Linked DNA regions of Mus musculus: region 1 is linked to region 2. A link is a contact called in public HiChIP or PLAC-seq data. All regions are on one chromosome and are shown on one strand. Each heading gives the region's core, a stretch centred on a gene start, on an enhancer-like site or on the middle of the called end of the contact. The rest is flanking DNA. Distances are from core to core; before and after follow the strand shown.

Region 1 (4,189 bases), core at 644-3,143, 530 kb before region 2:
TCTTGTGTACAGCTGCAGAGTTTATAAGTGCAACAGCCTTGTCTGGTTGCCGGAAGATAGCCTTTCACAGAACTCCCCCCTTGCTCCAGATCTTACATTGTTTCTGTTCCCTCTTCTGGAATGTTCCCTGCGCCTTCAGAAGGAGGAGGTTGTCAGGGCTTGGAGTCTAGTTCATATCCAAAGGGGAGGGATTTGTAGCCAGAGAGCCTGTTGGGATTGCCACAGTTGGTTGGATGTATCTTCTGAGAATTCAGAACATCCCCAAGTTGTATCGATATCTTTGGGAGCCTCCTGGTGGGAGGCTGGCAGGTGGCAAAGGTAAGGTGAGGCTCAGCTTCAGGCTCCTTATCTTCCTAACCAGCATGCTTTGTCACCAGCCTCAGAACTTGTGCCTTGGTCTCACCCTTGGTGTGTAAAGAGCCTAGTTTCATTCTGTCTAAACCCTACACCAACTTCTCCATTTTTAGGTTAATTGTCAGAGATGGGAAGGAACTCAAAGGGTATGTCCAGATAGACAGCCTGCCCCAGATTTTATGTCTGACTGTACCGCTGTGGGAAAGTGAATTAGCATCTCTGGGCTTCCATTGCTCATTTGTCCAGCGGTAATACAAACCTTCTTCTCATCATTCTTGCCACAGTTTGCAAAGATAATACATGCAGTATGTTTGAACTAAAACCAACATTCAGAAACAGGGATTCTTCATTGGGACCCCTTCTTCTGAGCCAATCACTGAATTCTAGCCCCCATCCAGCATAAGTGGCCAGCCAGCCAGCTGGGCTGCATCCTCACCTGGGATGGATAGACAGATGCTGAGAGCCATACACTCTCTTTCCAGTGGCTGGGGATGCTGGTTGCCAAGTTCCAGAAGGCAACGTACAGAAACTCATGGCAAAGCCAAAGCTGAGAGTCAGAAGTCCAGAGAGGCTGGACTGCAGAGGAACTGAGTCCTGGCTTGCTTAGAGGTAGGTTGACACTTCTAACCAAACGAAGAGTTCTGAGAACTGAGCAAGGTCTCAGAGATAATTCTGAGTCACCTGCTTAGAGGCCAGACGTCCAAAAAGATCTCCAAAGATGATCTAGAATCTAGGAGTGTCACTCAAAGATAGAGCTCTACTCAGGGTGCACAGAAGCTAGGTTGGCTTCCATCTCCAGTAGTGCAGAAGAGGTCATGTAATCCCGGAGCCTAATAAACCTCCCCCAACACACACACTTAAAAAGTAGACTATGGATCTCCAGGAACCCAGGAAGGAAGGAGGGAGGGGGCAGGGAGGGAGGGAGGGAGGGGGCAGGGAGGGAGGGGGCAGGGAGGGAGGGAGGGAAGGAGGGAGGGGGGGCAGGGAGGGAGGGAGGGTGCAGGGAGGGAGGGAGGGAGGGAAGGAGGGAAGAGGAGGGGAGGGGGAGGGAAGGGAAGAGAAGAAAAGGTCTTTGAATCTGTAGGGTCACTGCACAGACCCTGAGCCCCGCCTCCCCCCCCAGCCTCCATCTGAAACCCTGAAGTTTACTTTCTACATCAGAAGTCACCTTAACCACACCTTTGACACCTGATCTTCTCTCCTTAGCTTGAACCACAGCCACCTGACAGAGCCCAGAGGCCAGTTCACTTCCCCTTGCTCTGAAGACACTTCCTTAGGTGCTCTGGTGACGCTCCCCCGGGAGGCCCTGACCCCTGGGGGCTCTTTCCTCTGTCGGGCCTGCATACTGAAAATGGTTTTCAAGTGCTGCTCAGCTATCAAGTAAACCTCCTCAATCCCTTCTGACTGTTTCTCATGGGACCTCATGTCCAGCTGGTGGTATGCCTAGAATAGTTAGCCTGCTGGTGCAATTTCAGGAGAGACAGGAAGTCTCAAGTTAAAGAGCGTTTCTTAAAACACACAGCAGGGGCTCATGACAACCTCTTTCCCTCCAAGGTAGCATTTCCTCTGCCAAAGGCACTGTTCTTACGTTTTCCCCTGTAGACTCCTACACAGCGTTGGAGTCTGAGAAGGTGTTGATTGTCAGCTGAAGGGTAACAAGGAGCAAGACGGGTGCCTTGCACTTCAAATCGTTGTACCTGAGAGAATGAACCTGGGGATTGCCAAGAGTTCAAAGCAAGCCTGGGCTACAGAGTGAAAACCAATCACAAAAGCCAAAAGGACGAACCCATTCTTGAGGATAACCTTAAACTATTGATCCTCCTCACTTCCTCGCCAGAGTATCGGCCCCTAATATTGCAATGCCAATTCCCATGGGGAAAAAAAAGTCTGTTTTAGCATGTTTTTAAAAACATACAGGAGCTAGGCAGTGGCAGTGCACTTCTTCTTTAATCCCAGAACTCAGGAGACGGAGGCCGGTGGATCTCTGAGTTCAAGGCCAGTTTGATGTACAGAATGAGTTCCAGGACTGTCAGGGATACACAGAGAAACCTTGTCTCAAAGAAGATGGAGAAGGAGGAGGAAGAGGAGGAGGAGGAGGAAAAGGAAGGAAGGGAGGGAGGGAAAGAAAGGAAGAAGGAAAAAGAAAGAAAGGAAGAAAGGAAGGAGGGAAGGAAGGAAGGAAGGAAGGAGGGAAGGGAAGGGAAGGGAAGGGAAGGGAAGGGAAGGGAAGGGAAGGGAAGGGAAGGGAAGGGAAGGGAAGGGAAGGGAAGGGAAGGGAAGGGAAGGGAAGGGAAGGGAAGGGAAGGGAAGGAAGAAGGAAGCAATCAACAACAACAGAGCCATATAATCCTGGTGATGTAGCTCAGTTGACAGAGTACCCAGCATGCACACTCTGGGCTTCCTTCCCATCCTTTCATAAACTGACAGTGCAGGTGTATGCTTATAATTCCAATACTCCGGACAGGAAGCCAGGAGGATCAACAGTTTAAGGTTATCCTCAGCTATATATGGAGTTCAAAGACTGCCTGGACTACATGATGAGATCCTATCTTCAAAACAGTGAGTTAAGGGGCTGGAGAGACGGCTCAGTAGTTAAGACTACCAGTTGCTCTTGAAAGGGACCCAGGTTTGGTTCCTAGCACCCACATGGCAGCTCAATTATCAATAAATTCAGTTCCAGGGAATCTGATGCCTTCTAACCTTCATGGGCACAAGGTATGTACATGGTACATATGCATAAATGCAGGTAAAACACTCATTCACTATATATATGCCACATAGTTCCAGGTCAGCCTCTTCTATGTAGTAAGATCCTGTTTCAAAAAAAAAAAAACAAACAAACAAACCTACACACACACACATACAAAAAAACACACACACCATTTAGCAGGTATGGAATTCTACTACTTGCTTGGGAGGCTAAGGCTGGAGGACAGACGCTCCAGATCAGCCTGGGCTACTACAGCAAGGCCTTGTCTCAAAGCCATAGCAACATACTAAAAGGACAAATATAAAGAGGTGTTATGAGATGGAGAGATAGCTCAGTGGTTAAGAGCACTGACTGCTTTTCCAGAGGTCCTGAGTTCAATTCCCAGCAACCATATGGTGGTTCACAACCATCTGTAATAAGAGTGGATGCCCTCTTCTGGTGTATCTGAAGACAGCTACAGTGTACTCATATACATTAAATATATACATACATACGTACATACATACATTCATACATACATAGAGATGTTATTAGAGTTGATCTGCGCCAGGGCTTGGATCTGTATCCAAGGCTTACAACACCAAGGTTGAGCACAGTTTCTATGAGTTTCTGAAAGAAAATACAGCTATCTTTGCTACTGGCCTTCTGAGCCCTGGAAGGACAGCATTAGTGCAGATAACTTTTATAGACTCTTAGCATTGCACTCAAGACACAGGGCCACCTCCTCCTTTGTATGGAAGCCTCAGAGAGGACCTGGTTTAAAAACAGCCCAGCTGTCACAGATTAGAGATGACATCATTTGCTATCTGAGTGAGCAATGAAGGAAGACCCAGGTCTCTGGAGCTGGAGCAATGAGGTATGGCTACCAGTGGCCGAACAAACTGTAGTTATCTGCTTCCCATTTCTCTTGCCCAGAGATACTCTCACACCTTTTTCTCAACCCAGGCACTGCTGTTGGGTGCCCTTGTACTGAAAAAGGAGAATCTGGGAAGCAATGAACTAAAGAGACCAGTCTTGGCTGCTTTGGAGCCAAAGATGCCACCAGAAGGGAACTTGGCCTTGGCCTCTGCCTTGTACTTTCAGAAGCACATGTCTGATGTTCTTATAAAATGCCTCAGATGTAAG
Region 2 (4,508 bases), core at 311-2,810:
AACTTGGATTTCCTGGCTTCCAGTTTAGGTCCAAGTTCAGTGAAAGACAGTGTCTGCTTAACAGAGTCATAGATCAGGATGCCTGTTGTCCTCTGGCCTTGGCACACACCTGCCCCGGCCCCCTTTTATGCTGTGTCCAGTTTCCAATAGATTCTGATGAAGTGTTGCATTTTAAAATATTATTTATTTATTTTTATTTTATGTGCACTGGTGTTTTGCCTGCATGTATATCAATGTGAAGGTGTTAGGTCTTGGAATTACAGTTGTGAGCTGCCTGGTGGATGGTAGGAATTGAACTCTGGTCCTCTGGAAGAGCAGTCACTCCTCTTCCATGGCTAAAACCATCTCTCTTAGCAAGTGTTGTCTTTCCAGTAAGTTACCAGGTGATGCTCTTACTGTTGCTATGGTCCAGGTTTGGCTTTGGACCCGGGACAAGGGACTGAGGTGCATATTTTACAATCAAAGCAGACCTGGCCTCCAGGTTAATCCAGCATACTTAGGTTCCTACTGGGCATACCCTGTCCCCAAGTAGGCCCCTGGCTGCCTGCTCTTCCCTATATAATCCAGACATTTGTTCCTCTCTCTCTCTCTCTACCCCTCTCTCTCTCCCTCTCTCCCCTTCCTCTCCCCTTTCACCTCCTCCTCCTCCTCTTCCTCCTCTTGAAAGAACATAGGTGGGGGTTGGAGATAGGGAGGCGCCAGGCCAGTCCGGACATTCTTGTATGTCTTCCCTATCTTTATGGCTAGTTGGTTCCTGGGATGACTTTACAGCCTTTGTTCTTTGTCTTAGGCCCAAAAAGCCCTCCTAACTAGCAAGCCGCATGAGTCATGGACCTTGAATTTTAATTTTCTTTCACTTTCTCTCTCTGCCCTGTGTGCCCTTTCTCTCTTTCTCCCCACCCCCCACCTTGGTGATGTTTCTGGCCTTGGTCCTTGGGGGCCAGTGAACTCACTCAAGAGCAGCTTCCCAATAAACCTATCTTCAATATATTCTAATTTGGCATTTATTGGTCTATTTTACCAGTGGAGAAATAACCTATCAGTCCAAACTTTGCGAAGTGTTATTTTATACAATCTCATAGTCTAGATTTACCTAACTCTACTCACTGGTCTTTTTCACTATGCTCACTTTCCTAAGTCCAATTTCTGAATTGCTTATAGAGCTCAAAATTCAGGGTTTCTGGTTAGATACCTTGGAGTTAGATTTTGGTTTTGACATGTTTGATACGTGATTTGAGCAGACCACTTAATTGTCCTGTCAACACAATGTAGCAGCATCACGAGAACTAAGTACTTAAAAAAAAAAATGAGTGTTTATGTAGTAAGGTAGTGGTGCTCAGCAAATGCTGAATAAATTCAACTAGCTTTCAACCACGAAACTAGAGAGGGGCACATTGTCTGCGGAAGGCCTTGAATATCATAGAGCTTTGTTGTGGTTTGCATGCTTTTAACATTAGCAGGCAAACTCTGGCTAACTACCTGGAAGCAGTCTCAGGCTATTATTTATTACCTATGTCAGCCAAAGCCGCTGCTTTAAGCACCACAGGTCACGTGATCTCCATGGGTCACATGACTCCGGGAACAACATGGCTGCGCCCGCGCGAGAGCCGGCTCTCCGCTGCTGCATCAGACTGGCGCGAGTCTTCTTGCTGCTGGTGTTGGCGTGCGAGGTGGCGGGAAGCGATGAGGCCGAGGCCAGGGAAGGTGCGGCGTCCCTTGCGGGCTCGTGCGGCTGCGGAACGCCCCAGAGGGCCGGGGCCCATGGCAGCTCGGCGGCGGCGCAGCGCTACTCCCGGGAGGCGAACGCCCCGGGCCTGACCTCAGGCCCGCGACCGCTCGCGCTCACCAAGGTGCGCCTTCCATTCCTGGGGCGTGTGGGTGTCGTTGGCTACGGCATGAGGCCTCGCTGGGCCAGAAGAGGGGGGATTCGGAACTCCTGGAAAGGGTCGAACCACATCCCAAGTCTCTCAGCTACAGATCTCATTTGACAGATGTCCTCCCCCCTGCCCCCCCCCCCCCCACTGGGAGATGGGCAGGGGTTTGTGGCTGTGTTTATCACTAAAACTTAAGAGAGCTTAGCTTGAAGAGTGCTGTCCATTCTTTCTTACCTCTTCTTGCCCACTTCCCCCTTCCTCCACTCCGCCCTCCTGCTGCAGAGCTCCAGGAAAAGTCTGATGGATTCGGGTTTAAGTTCTAGTTTTAGTACCTGTGGAGCCTGAGTCTCCAACACTGCCTTAAACTCACTGTGCTCGCAGACTTGTATTTATTCTGTAGTGCTTAGCACTCCGACTGCAAAGAAGTATGGAGCCGAGTGTACTTTATTGCTTTTATTTATGTCTTTGTGTAGTGCATAGGTGTGTTAGATGTTAGTATGTACGGATGAAAACAGTGAATATAGAAATGGACCTTCATTCTACTTGCTAGCTTTAGGGAATTCACCCCAGGCCCTCTGAATAACACTTTTCTTTTGTACTCCTATCCAGTCTATCCTTGTTTCCCAGGTCTCTTTTCTTTCCTCTATGTTAATTGGCACTTAAGTTCAGGAGTTGGTGAGGGGTAACATCTCCTGTGGGTCTTCCCTCCCTTTCAATATTTCCATAGATTGACTCAGTGGTAGGTAGCAGTGCGACAACTAAAGATGCTTGTCTATAAATCCCCACAGCATTTTTTGGAGGGCAGTTGCCCAGTGGCCACTTGTCTATTTTGCTTACTGCAGTGCAGTGTTGTTTTTCTGTTACCTACTTGATGATGGAAAGAGTTTTAGATCTGATTTATTCTCTATGGATTTGCCCCCCTCCTCCCATCCCAGTGCCTAACCTATTTTAGACATTCTGTAATATCTCTTGAGTGATGTTTGTTTGTTTATTTATTTATTGGTAGCTACACTATTGAGAGGCTATTTTGGGGGTGAAGGTTATCGGGCACTTTTCAAAGAAAGCCTTTGTAAATATATACTTCTACTGTGTACCCAGAGAATCCTGTGCAGTCCATCGTCTTCTGGGTCATAGGTGAGGCAACTGAAGCTTCATGAGTCAAACATTAGTGCTGGAAATTTGGATCGTATTCCACCTATGAGGAATGTCTGTATACTGTGGCTGGACCAAGTTTTGTGTAGCTATTATAGCTGTTGGCATACAGATTTCTTTTGCCTGAGCCTTTTGTGTTAAGTTCAATCAGTAGAAAGTAGGCAATGGAAAAAGAGCCCTGCAAAATAATTTTATATGAGTTTATTTTAGTTTTATGCACAAAAAAATCATACAGTAGCAAATGGAATCAGGATAGCTTCAAATGAGAGGGAGAGATTTATGGATTCTCTATACTTGGGAAGATTGAGACAGCACATGATTGTAGACACAGCTGGATCCAGGGCACCAGGCAGCATCCCCAGGCCCATTGTTGGCTGTCCCTTAGCCATCTTACATTAGTTTAGGTCTGTTGTATAGAGGACATCCCACCTCCTAAACCAGTTGGAAGAGGAAGAATTCCTTCTTAGTGGCTCCAGGAAAAGTTCCCAGGTAAACTTTGAGCCATTGTCCTGTTCCCAGTTGAATTATTGTGGTCAGAAGAATTGGCCATCTGGAATAGATACATCAAACTAATAAGTTGTCTTATGCTATTTAAACTCACTGAGAAGTTTGCTTGGGGGTGATGTTGGCGCCCCCATGTTAGACCCAAGCATGTTTGTCTTCAGAGTGTTCTTCAAGATCCCTTATCCCAGCATGGATGAAACAGTGTATCCTGGAATACTGGTGGGGGATACTTTCCCACAAGGGAGACTTAGCTACTATTTATTTCTTGATACAAAGGGAGAAACAAAGCCTGTGTTGGGAATGGCTAGTGGGAAGTCTCACCCAGGAGACTTTCTGCCTTGGACAGTTTTTTGTTGATCAAAGGCTTCAGCTGATTCTTTGATGCTTTGGGCTTCCCTAGACAGTTTCTGCTGGATACTGTATCTGATCTGATGCTCTAAAAGCCTGTTATTTACCTAGTAAACTCACTCACTGGAGACTGGAAACATGGCTGTCCTGGGTCACTGTGCATGCTGAACTCAAGCCTTTGTCACAAGACACGTAGTTGAGTGATCCATGTAAACCTAGTAGTTGCTCACAGTGTGGTTCTGTGATAATGGAATGATTTTTGTCTACTTTATGTTTCAATCTTTTAAAGGTACATGGTTGGTAAGTGTGTGTGTATGGTTTTATGTTTATATACATGCTTCTATGAAGGTCAAAAGACAACTTTAAGGAGTTAGATCTCTTTATCCGCCTTTACATGGACTCTGGGCATCATGTTCAGCTTGCCAGGCTTGTGCAATCAGTGGCCTCACACTCTGAGCCATCTCACCAGCCCCTATGAGTCTGTCCTGAGTAGTAGCAGCAGCAGAAGAAGAGGGTTTGAATTCCTCGTTAGACACAGGGGAGAGTGGATTATTGGACACTGGTCTTCCCATGAAGACACAATTAAAATGGTGTTTTCATTTGACCCAGGATCCAGAAGAATGCAACACC

The links. HiChIP or PLAC-seq counts read pairs in DNA pulled down with a chosen protein or histone mark.
Region 1: an H3K4me3 HiChIP or PLAC-seq map of pro-B cells shows a contact between it and region 2, with 3 times the contacts expected there. The contact joins the enhancer-like site here to the promoter of Sumf1 in region 2. A contact is called at or near these places in 9 of 39 promoter capture datasets (the 3T3-L1 cell line, the C10 cell line, cranial neural crest and 4 more), 3 of 15 datasets of contacts at CTCF or cohesin (the NIH/3T3 cell line and large pre-B cells), 2 of 484 Hi-C or Micro-C datasets (muscle stem cells and nephron progenitors), 10 of 115 datasets of contacts at active chromatin or transcription factors (bone marrow-derived macrophages, embryonic basal ganglia, embryonic stem cells and 7 more) and 2 of 9 other capture datasets (adipose tissue and embryonic stem cells).

Annotation. Positions count from the first base shown.
Region 1 is chr6:108,715,300-108,719,488 of GRCm38.p6, reverse strand. It overlaps Gm35359 (a long non-coding RNA gene), which reads left to right. Exons shown (of 3, transcript XR_377955.2): 2 at 837-963; 3 at 1,561-1,958. Among named protein-coding and RNA genes, the nearest start is that of Gm35359, 14 kb to the left of the region's middle. Within about 2 kb of position 1,893, at least 45 of the 459 cell types and tissues checked have an H3K27ac peak or open chromatin away from gene starts, as enhancers often do. A contact at or near this core is called in pre-B cells and pro-B cells, where this site is marked.
Region 2 is chr6:108,182,635-108,187,142 of GRCm38.p6, reverse strand. Sumf1 (sulfatase modifying factor 1) reads left to right here and starts at 1,560. Exons shown (of 9, transcript NM_145937.3): 1 at 1,560-1,850. The coding sequence starts at 1,587.